Regions from separate parts of the Oryctolagus cuniculus genome. Here region 2 is linked to region 1. The links are chromatin contacts, called in public Hi-C maps. All regions are on one chromosome and are shown on one strand. Each heading gives the region's core, a stretch centred on a gene start, on an enhancer-like site or on the middle of the called end of the contact. The rest is flanking DNA. Distances are from core to core; before and after follow the strand shown. Region 1 holds the start of TRAF3 (TNF receptor associated factor 3). Region 2 overlaps TRAF3 (TNF receptor associated factor 3).

What was found. A called contact is a pair of places that touch in the nucleus more often than the background predicts.
Region 2: a Hi-C map of an unstated tissue shows a contact between it and region 1, with 2.9 times the contacts expected there. The contact joins the enhancer-like site here to the promoter of TRAF3 in region 1. A contact is called at or near these places in 2 of 6 Hi-C or Micro-C datasets (ear pinna and an unstated tissue).

The regions. Positions count from the first base shown.
Region 1 is chr20:45,857,311-45,862,335 of mOryCun1.1, reverse strand. TRAF3 (TNF receptor associated factor 3) reads right to left here and starts at 2,629. Exons shown (of 12, transcript XM_051834870.2): 1 at 2,394-2,629.
Region 2 is chr20:45,992,007-45,997,031 of mOryCun1.1, reverse strand. TRAF3 (TNF receptor associated factor 3) reads right to left here. Exons shown (of 12, transcript XM_051834870.2): 12 at 3,936-5,025. Among named protein-coding and RNA genes, the nearest start is that of AMN, 5.3 kb to the left of the region's middle. Within about 2 kb of position 2,756, at least 1 of the 8 cell types and tissues checked has an H3K27ac peak or open chromatin away from gene starts, as enhancers often do. A contact at or near this core is called in ear pinna, where this site is marked.

The DNA of each region.
Region 1 (5,025 bases), core at 1,380-3,879:
CTGTCTCTCTCTCTCCCTAACTCTGCCTGTCAAAAAAATAAAAAATAAATAAAATAAAGGTGAATTTTCTCCCATTTCCATCAACTCCTTTAGGACCCTGAAGCCTAACACTGCGGTGTAAACTGTAGGTATCTCTCCCCATTCCCTCTCCCTACCGCCCTCCTGCCCACAGGCTTCACTCCTCCTACTCACAGCAAATCTAAGCATCGTTCCAGGTTCAGGCCTTAGCTGCCTCTCCTTGGTCACCTTCCAAGTACGCTGGCCTCACCTCCTCCTTTCTCACTCTGTGGCTCTTCCTAATTTCTCTCTGTACCTTACGTCAGTAACTATATCCCCTTCACCCCAAAAAAACAGCAAATAATTTTTCTTCCTCCAAGACCACTTGCGAAGAAACCCACACAGGGTCCTGACTCTGCAGAAACCACCCTGGGCCTCTGGACCTCGGCTGAGTTAGACCTCCCCTGGACCCTGCAAGGAGATTCGGCTGTTGTGTAAGATTTGAAAGGCTGACGTTTGGAGAGTCTTGCTGTAGTAAAACGAGAAAACAGAGATGGGCAAATTTAACGCAGTTTCCTTTGTTTGCCTGAACTAGCTTAGACTTGCAACACCACAGTGACAGTTTTATTTTTCTGGTAGTGCAGCTTTAGCATCATAAGAAAGGACTTTAAGGAGGTGATAAATCATTCTCATCTTTTAGCTCATTAGCATGTCTATTCTGCTAACACCCCCAGAAAGCTCCTTCTTGATTTGCACAGTAAAAAAAAGGAAAGGGATTCTAGCAGAGGTGCTTAGAGGATAAAATCCCAAACACCCAACACCGAGGAAAACAAAAAGCAGCTCAGATGTTTCAGTCGAACGAAGGACAGCCGCACACAAGCGTGGAGATATTCCAACGGAATTAAAGAAACAACTGGCCACTGCCATCGCCTGTTCCCAATGGAATGTCTACAGCCTTCTTAGTGGGGCCACCTTATTAAAACCAAAAAGAATGGACAGCATCCAAGGGAAATAACTGGTCTTTCCCCTCACAGAAAAATTCACATGAATATCAAAAAAAAAAAAAAAAAAAGGGCTGGATTTCTCCGTAGCCAGCTCTCTGCTTTCCTGGTTCCTGCATTGTGACAACCGAACAGATGGCGTCTGGGCGAAACACCTCACATCTTAACCCTTATCCACGACACGGGCTGATTTTAACCAGTGACGCCGGAATCCACGCTCCACCAGGGTTTTCCAATCTCGTCTGCTATTTCCAAGCTGCTAAATTGATAAGGCTTTTATTTTGTTTCGGCCAAAGAATTTTTCATCTTTGGACCAATTCTTAACGTCCCCACTGTCACAATGCAGCGAGAAACACTCCGGCGGTGCGCGGCGCCCGGCTGTCAGACTCCCTACATGTGATGCAGTCTTTTACAGGCCATTTTAAAGACACGAGAAGATTCTAAAGCCAGCAGCTGGTCCACCTGCCCATCCTGCGCACAGGCATTTTACAGACACGTAGACGACAACCGACAACAAGTCCCAGGCTTCACCAGTGTGTATCCGCGCCAAGTGCTAGGGGAAAACACGAAACGATGGCTCCCGTCAACTGTGTGCTGCGAATGTAAATCAGGAATCGGCGAGCGCGCTGCTCCACGCAGCCCTCATGACTCCACAAAAACAAATGCATCAGGGACGACGACACGCACACCCGCACCCGCACCCGCACCGCTCAGACAGGGCCAACGCCGAGCGGTGCCCTGCACGGGCCCCGTCCGGAGGCTTCTCCCCTGCAAGGCACGTCCGCGGTCCTGCACCCCTGCCCAGCCAAGCGCCGCCGCGCCCCCCGGGAGGTGCCCGCGTGGAAGCGGGGCCCGGCGCGGGCCCCCGGCACGCACACACCGCTGCGGGCGACCTCTCGCACCAGCCCGGGGCGCGCCGAGCCCGGGGCCCGGACCCGCCCGCCGCCGCAGCTCCCGCCTGCGAATCATTCATTCATCCGCAGAGGCATGACTCAGTGTAAACTTTTAAATAATGGCTCAAAAAAAAAAAAAATCACCTCCAGCAGCCCGCGGCGAGCACGGTCGCCGGTGTAGACGGAACGGGCGCCCGGCAGGAGCCGCCGGCGCCTCAGCACCCCGGGGGGCTCGCGGCGGCCGGGAGGCCTCGCGCCCCGGTTCCTGAAAAGCCGCGGCCCCCGCCGCCCGGCCTCCCCCACAAAGTTTCCCGAAGTTGCGGCGTTCGGGGGGCGGCGGGGAGCCGGGCCGGGGCGCAGGGCGAGGCCGCGCGGACCGCCGCGCCGCCTGGGCCTGCGCCGCCCCGGGCAGCCCCGGGCCCGGCCCCGGCGCCCGGCGCGCGGGATGCAGGCGCCGAGGGTGGGCCCGTCCGCGTCCCGCCCGCCCGCCGCGGCCCCTTACCCCGCGGTGCGCGCCGCTCGGCCGGCTCAGGGGCGCCGGGCGCGTCCTCCGCCGCGGTCCGCAGCGTCCTGCTCCCCGGGCAGCCCCATGTCGGGGGGCGGGGAAGGGCCGGCGCGGCCGCCGCCGCCGCCGCCGCCGCTGCCGCTGCCGCCGGCTGGAAAGTCCCTGCTGGGCTGCACCCGGCTCGCGCACGCGGCGGCCGCGCCGCGCCGCGCTCGCTGGCGCCCTCGCGCACCCTCCCGCCGGCACTTCCTCTCGCGCGCTGGAAATCCCCGCCGGCCGCCGGCGCGCGCCCCGGCGCGCGCGCCGCCCCGCCCCCGCCGCGCGCGCGCGTGGGAGCGGCGGGAGCCCGCGCGCCCCCGCGGCTGGTTGCTAAGGGCCCTCGGCCGCGGCGCCGCGCTGTGCGCCCCCCGGCGGGCCTCGCCCGCGGCCGGAGCCCCCCGCCCCGACAGCCGCTGCGCGCCCCCGCGCCCGCCGTTCCGGGTCGAGAGGCCACGCGGGGCGCGGGGCGGGCGGGCGGCTCCTCACGCTCCGTCACGCGCGCCCGCGGGCGGCCGTCGCAGCAGGCCCACGGCCTCGTGCCCCGCGGACGCGGCCATCGGCCCCTGCCTGCGCCTCTCGGGGCTGGCGTGGCCGGGTGCCTCCCTCCCACACCCAGGAAGCCGCGTCCTGGGCCAGCGTGGACAGCCGGGCGCCGGCTCCTGCGTCGTCGGCGGGCCTGCGCCCTCTGCTCCCGGGCCGGGCCGCGGCCCCAAGTCCCCAGTGCGCCATCAAGGCCCCCGGGGGCTGCGTCCACGGCCCAGGCCCGCGCCGAGGAGCCCCTCGGTGACCCGTGCCGCCCCGCGACTGCTGTGGAGGGGGCGGCCAGCGCGGGTGGCCGCGTGCGCCGGCCCTGCGGACGACTCCAGAACCCTGGCCGCCCGCCTCGGCTCGGGCGCCCTCAGCCGGGGTCCTGCCTGCTGGGGTCGGCCGGCCGCGACGCCGCCCCCACCCGGACCACGGGCCCGGAGCCCCCGCGCCGCCCGCCGCCCCCACTTCTCAGGGTGGGCGCCCAACCCCGGCGTCCTGAGGGGGCTGCGTGGGGACGCGGCCTCGAGGCGGACGGCCGCCGGGCCTCCAGGGAGCAGCGACCCGGCGGCCACGGCCCCTCGCAGGGCTCCCGCGCGCTCCCTCCCTTCCCGGCTGCCCGCGGCGTCGAACGCGAGGGCTCCGGGCTCCGGGCTCCGGGCTCCGGGCTCCGGCCGCCGCCGGGGCCGCGACCTCTGCTGGTCAAGCCCGCGCTGCTGCTGCTGCTCCCCCCTCCTCTCCCTCCTCCACTTCCCCCTCCTCCTCCTCCTCCTGCTCCTCTCCCTCCTCCTCCTGCTCCTCCCCCCTCCTTCTCTTCCTCCCTCCTCCTCTCCCTCCTCCACTTCCCCCCTCCTGCTCCCCCCCTCCCTCCTCCACTTCCCCCTCCTCCTCCTCCTCCTCCTCCCCCCTCCTGCTCCTCTCCCTCCTCCTCCTGCTCCTCCCCCTCCTTCTCTTCCTCCCCCCTCCTCTCCCTCCTCCACTTCCCCCCTCCTGCTCCTCTCCCTCCTCCTCCTGCTCCTTCCCCCTTCTCTTCCCTTCCTCCCTCCTCCTCTCCTTCCCCCCTCCTCCTCCTCCCCCTCCTCCTCTTCCTGCTCCTCCTTCTCCCTCTCCTCCTCCTCTTCCTCTCCTGCTCCCCCCTCCTCCTCCTGCTCCTCCCCCTCCTCTTCCTCCTCCCCTTCCCTCCTCCACTTCCCCCTCCTCCTCCTCCTTCTCCACTTCCTCCTTCCCCCTCCTGCTCCTCCCCCTCCTGCTCCTCTCCCTCCTCCTCCTGCTCCTCCCCCTCCTCTTCCTCCCCCTCCTCCCCCTCTTCCTCTCCTGCTCCCCCCTCCCTCCTCCACTTCCTCCTCCTCCTCCTGATCTCCCTCCTCCTCCTGCTCCCCCTCCTCCCCCCTCCTCCTCCTCTCCCTCCTCCTCCTTCTCCTCCTCTTCCTCCTCCTGCTCCTCCCCCTCCTCCCCCTCCTGCTCTTCTCCTTCCTCCTCCTGCTCCTCCCCTCCTTCTCCTCCCCCTCCCCTCCTCCCCCAGCTCCTCCTCCTCCCCCTCCTCCTCCTGCTCCTGCTCCTCCCCTCCTTCTCTTCCTCCCCCTCCTCCCCAACTCCTCCTCCTCCCCCCTCCTCCTCTTCCTCGTCCTGCTTCTCCCCCAGCTCCTCCTCTCCTCCTCCCCCTCCTCCTGCTCCTCCTCTCCCTCCTCCCCCTCCCTCCACCTCCTCCCCCTCCTCCTGCACTTTCTCTTCCTCCTCCCCTTCCTCCTCCTCTTCCCCCTCCTGCTCTTCCTCCTCCTCTTCCCCCTCCTGCTCTTCCTCCTCCTTCTCCTCTTCCTGCTCTTCCTCCTCCTCCTCTTCTTCCTCCTTCTCCTCCCCCAGCTCCTCCTCCCCTCCTCCTCCCCCTCTCCCTCCTCCTCCTCCTTCTCCCCCTCCTCCTCCCCCTCCTCCTCCTCCCCTTCTGCTCTTGCTCCTCCTCCTTCTCCCCCTCCTCTTCCTCTTCCTTCCCCTCTTCCTCCCCCTGCTCTTCCTCCTCCTCCTCCCCCTCCTCCTCCTCTTCTTCCTCCCCCAGCTCCTCCTCCTCCCC
Region 2 (5,025 bases), core at 1,507-4,006, 130 kb before region 1:
TGGCGGCCACACGGGGGGCCAGACCTGCAGGCCGGTGCTAGGACGTGGCGGCTGCCCTCCGGGCTGGGGCGCTCGCTCTGATTGGCGTCTGCTTCCCACGCTGCACCAATCAAATCCCCGAGGGCCAGGCTTGCTACGCTCTGATTGGCCAGCCGGGCTCGCGGCCCTGCCCGGGAGGTTGATTGGCAGGAAGAGGAGCGGGTCCCTGGCTGGGTCGGGCCGGGGGCTTGCTGGGCGCCTTGCTGCTGGGCCCGCGTTCGACGACGCCTGAGAGCAGGGCCCAGGAGGCTGCGTGCCCAGGGCTGCGTGCCCGGGAGCTGCGTGCCCAGGGGCTGCGTGCCCAGGGGCTGCCACGGCTGTCAGCCAAGGCGGAGGGCAGCTGGGGCACCCGCGGGGGCGTCCAGCAGTGGCCGCACCAGCTCCGAGCCGGGTCCTGGTTCAAACGCTGTGTGAGCTCCACCACTCAGCCTGTTCCATCCTTCGCCTGCAAAGGGAGGTAGCTGAGCCCGCCTTACAGGGCACAAGGGCCTGGGTCCTTCGCGCTGCAGCCCTGGACTGGCGGAGGGGAACAGAGCTCCAGGCGAGGGGGCTTCTTGACCCTGTTGCACCCCCGGGGCTCCTCGGCGCGCTGCGGGAGCCGCACCCCAAGATGCGAGGGGTTCTCGCGGGGCCAGCGCTGCCCGGCCTCCACCTCTCCCCTCCAGACGGGAGGCAGGGACAGGGGTCACAGGCCCCTGGGGATGAAGGAAAGGAGCCCCCAGCTGGAGGTCGGGGTCACTGCCTCTGCCAGGACACGAGTGCGTGGACAGGGGCCACTTCAGGGTGGTCTGAGGGGCTAAAGCACGGCTGGCCAAGAGCGGTCTCCCGGGCAGCGCGGACATCCCAGCCAGACACTGCCCCAGTGAGAGCGCTGCTCACTGGGATAGCCCCGGCCAGCTCACTGCCCACAGAGGCCGTGTCCCCAGACACCGCGGAGCCCACCGTGGCGCCTGTTGGTGGCTGCAAGGCCTCAGGCAGGTGGCAGGGGTCCAGGCTCGAGGGCACAGACGCCAACGTTACCCCGAGGGACGGGGACACCCGGGGGTGCACGGCCCTGCACCCTCCCTGGGGCCTGCGCAGGTGGGCTCTGAGCTCCAGGGTCCACCGAGAGCCACCCGAGTGCAGGGAGTGGGTCCAGGACAGCTCCTGGAGGCTCTCCTGCCCTCCGTCCCCAACTTCTCACCAAGGACTCGGGCCGGGGCTTCAGGGCACGGCCAGCCGCTGTGCCGGCTCCCACACCGCCCTGCGGTTTTCCTGCTGGTGTCACCAGGAGGCGGCTGGCTCGGGATTGGATCACACGGCTCTTTCAGAAAACGGGAAACCCCCTGGACTCTGGCTCCGGATCTGACCTCTAACGCTTTTCACTCTGTGGTTCTAGGGAGCAGGTGGGCTGGGCCAGGGCTGCAGTCGCTGGTCCCTGGCTGTCCTAGAGGCCAGAGCAGGCGGGGCCGCCCCAGACCCTGTGCAAACCCTGGCCTTCCCAGGCCTCGCTCTTCTTACTGGAACACACGTTTCAGCACGTGGCTTTCCCCCGAGCGCTCTGGCCAGGGACAGCCACTTCTGCCGGAGGTCTGGTCCTCGGCTGGGGTCCGGCTGAGGTGGTTTTGGCCTCTGTGGGCGGAGCTGCCAGCAGGTGACCCTGCACTGGTGACTGACCCCTCAGCGACACACCCGTGCACCCCAGGCTGTGGGACGGCAGTCTCAGCAGGCCCTGTCCACTGTCGGAGTTGGAGCACCCCCACAGGCAGGAGGAAGGCGGCAGCGGGGTGTGCCACCCACCCTCCTGCCCCTTGTGGTCTGGGTGTCAGGCTGCGGTCAGGGGCCTGTGGCTCTGGAATACCAGTTTCTCATCTGGTTTCTTTTGTGTTTTTTTTTTTTTTCTTTTAAATATTCATTTGGAAGGCAGAGTTAGAGAGAGACAGAGACAGAGGCCTTCCAGCCATTGGTTCACTCCCCAGATGGCCACAACAGCCAGGCTGGGCCAGGCCAAAGCCAGGGGCCAGGAGCTTCATCCGGATCTCCCACGTGCGTGTAGGGGCCTTCGCACTAGGCCACCTTTCGCTGCGTTCCAAGGCCATTAGCAGGGAGTTGGGCTGGAAGTGCAGCAGCCGGGATCTGCACCTGCGCCCATGTGGGATGCTGGCATGCAGGCGGTGGTTTACCCACTGCGCCACAGTGCTGGCCCCATCATTTTGTGTTTTTGAGCTTTTATTTATTTTCATCAGAAAGAGATAAAGAGCTGCATCTCCCACCTGATGTTCACTCCTCAGATGGTACAACACAGCCAAGGCTGGGGCGGGCTGAGCCGGGAGCTACGCGCTCCACCCAGGTCTCCCATGTGGGCGACAGGAGCCCAAGTACGTGGGCCCTTCCTGTTTCCTCCCAGGGTGCAGAGTCGGAAGCTGCACTGCAAACAGAGCCGCTGGGAGTTGACCCGGGCACTCTGATCGGGGATGCCAGGTGACACAGCAGCGGCTTAGCCACGGCACCAAACGCCCTGCCCAAACCTGTTTCTTGCTGCCGGCCAACTGTGTGGTTGGCACAGCTCCCCCTGAAGCCGGCTCTGCAGGGGTCCCATCTGTCTCCGGCCCAGGCCCAAGCCCAGCAGTTTCGGGGGTTCCTATCTATTTCTGTTCCTGGGGGAAAAGATTCCAGAGGGGTGAAAGAAGAGTTTCTGAAACCCTGGTTGGCCGCCTCGGCCGGCCTGGCCCGTCCCTCGGCTTGGCCTGGGTCCCAGGTGGCAGCGTCCACACCTGTAGCTTGCTGGGCCAGAGCCCAGGGAGAAGGCTGACGCGTGGGCCCCCACCACCAGCACAGGGGCTCACAGACTCAGGGCCTGCAAGGGCGGGGACAGCCTCTGGGCACCACGGCCTGGCAGGACTGTGGCGAGGCCAGCATGGCTGCCTCAGCCTGGGGCTGGGCTGAGAGCACGGGCCTGGCTGGAACGCACCAGTGCAGGGCCCCTGGGAGCAGCCTCGGCTCTGGAGGGAGGATGGGGGGGCACGCCGGATGGCTGAGGGCATCCCTGGCCCTGGCCCCACGGAGTGCCATGAAGGGAGTGAGGCTGGGCAGGGCGCTGCCCAGGCTGCAGGACAGTGTGTACTCTGGGGGCGGGGGTGCTCGGGTGGCTCTGGGGCGCCTCAGGGTGAGGTGGGGTTTCCTCATCCCGGGCTGCCCCAGACAACTGCTGGACAGAGGGAGCTGGCCGCGGGGCGGTGAGCCCGGGGCTCCAGCACCCGCCTGCGCGTCGGTCAGCAGGGTCAGCACTGCCGGGTTTCGGCTTCTGAGAGGGAGGGGCGGGGAGGGAGGAGCGCATGACCTCCACCCAGAGGCTCACTCCGCGACGGCCGGGGCTGGGCCAGGCCGAGGCCAGGACTCCATCTGGGTCTCCCCTCAGGGTGGCAGGGGCGCCTGTTAGCAGGGAGGGAGACGGGTGGGCTTGACCCCAGCGACTCCCGTGTGGGACGCAGGCGTCTCAAGTGGCAGCTTAAGCTCTGCCACACCTCCCTGCTCGCCGCCGCCGGATTGATTAGTGACCGCTGATCAGTGACCGCTGATCAGCGACCGCTGATTAGTAACCACTGATTAATGACCGCTGGTTCCAGGAAGGAAGCAGAGACCGCCCCTCCATTTTAGGGATGCGGAAGCAGGCCCAGAGATGCCAAGTCCCACAAAGGGTTAATGAGAGCCCCAGGCCGGTGGTTGGCGGTCGGCACCGGCTGGCCTCTCCCGTGCCAGCCACCCTGAGAGCCGGGGCCTGGGATTTCAAGGGAGGCCCCGAGGCCACACCACGGACCGCACACAATTCGCAGGGTCCTTACTGAAGTCTGTGTTCTAGAAGGTGCAGAGCCACACGGCGTGTGGCCTGGGAGACGCAGTGTGACAAGAAGCCAGGACTCCTTAATCAGATTTATTTTCCTCTAATAAGACAGTTTAGCATTTCAAAGTTTTGCATTCTACAGTCTTACAAACTTTAGTTATTAGCATAGGAAACACAAAAACATTGCAAGACCTCAAAAACACAAATAAATACCAAATAAAACCACACACAATATACAGTCAACAAAAATATAAAACATAATAATGCTATCAGGTCAGACATGTTGCTAACGCATATTAACAACATGATTATTGCTGAGCAATAACTCACACTGTCTTTTTGTTTTTTCTTAGAAGAGCAGAAAACACGGGGCGTGAATCACTGGTCACGGTCACTCGGGCTGTCCAGATGGGTCCTCACAGCGCACAGCTACTACGGACGGCTCTGTTTTTTTTGTTTTTTGTTTTTTGTTTTTTTAAACAGGCAGATTAAAAATACAGAGTCAAATGAGAGATTGGCCTTCTTTGGTCTTTGTTTGTGGGTAACAGAACTGAACGCAAGAGGTGTGCCATCAGAAAATGCAATCCTACAGGGTCACACGGTGTCTACGCGGCTCGCACGCTTCCCGCGTCACAGGTCTTCTAGAGCTACTTCCTACAGAAATCCTTGGGACGGTGCCGGCTTTCACGATTTCCAATTTAGTCATTGAGTTTGCTGTTGAAGGTTATCTTACTTGTCTAAGGGGACTGAGTTATAAAAACCAATCACCACTAACTACAGGAGTGGTGCAGCGATCCTGGACTTTTAGCCTCGTTTTTCATGGCGAGAATTCACAGGACAGACGGACGGACGGACAGACTCTAGATACAGCGCAGCAGCAGAAATGAGATGCAAGCCCTGCTCCCCGGCCTCCTCGCCCGCACCGCAGCCGCCCTGCCACTGCCCACGACCCCTGTGCAGACGACAACGGTGCCCCCAGGGCAGCCAGGACAAGATGGGAACCATCTGCGTGCTGGAGACACTGCCCTCCACCCACCCCGCCGTGGGCACCTCTTCTACTTTGGGGGAACAGAGTGACAGAGATTTGCAAACGGAAGACAGAACCATGGTCTTGGGCTGAGAAGTAATTTGAGTGACAGACCCTCTCTCGTCTCGCACGCACTCAA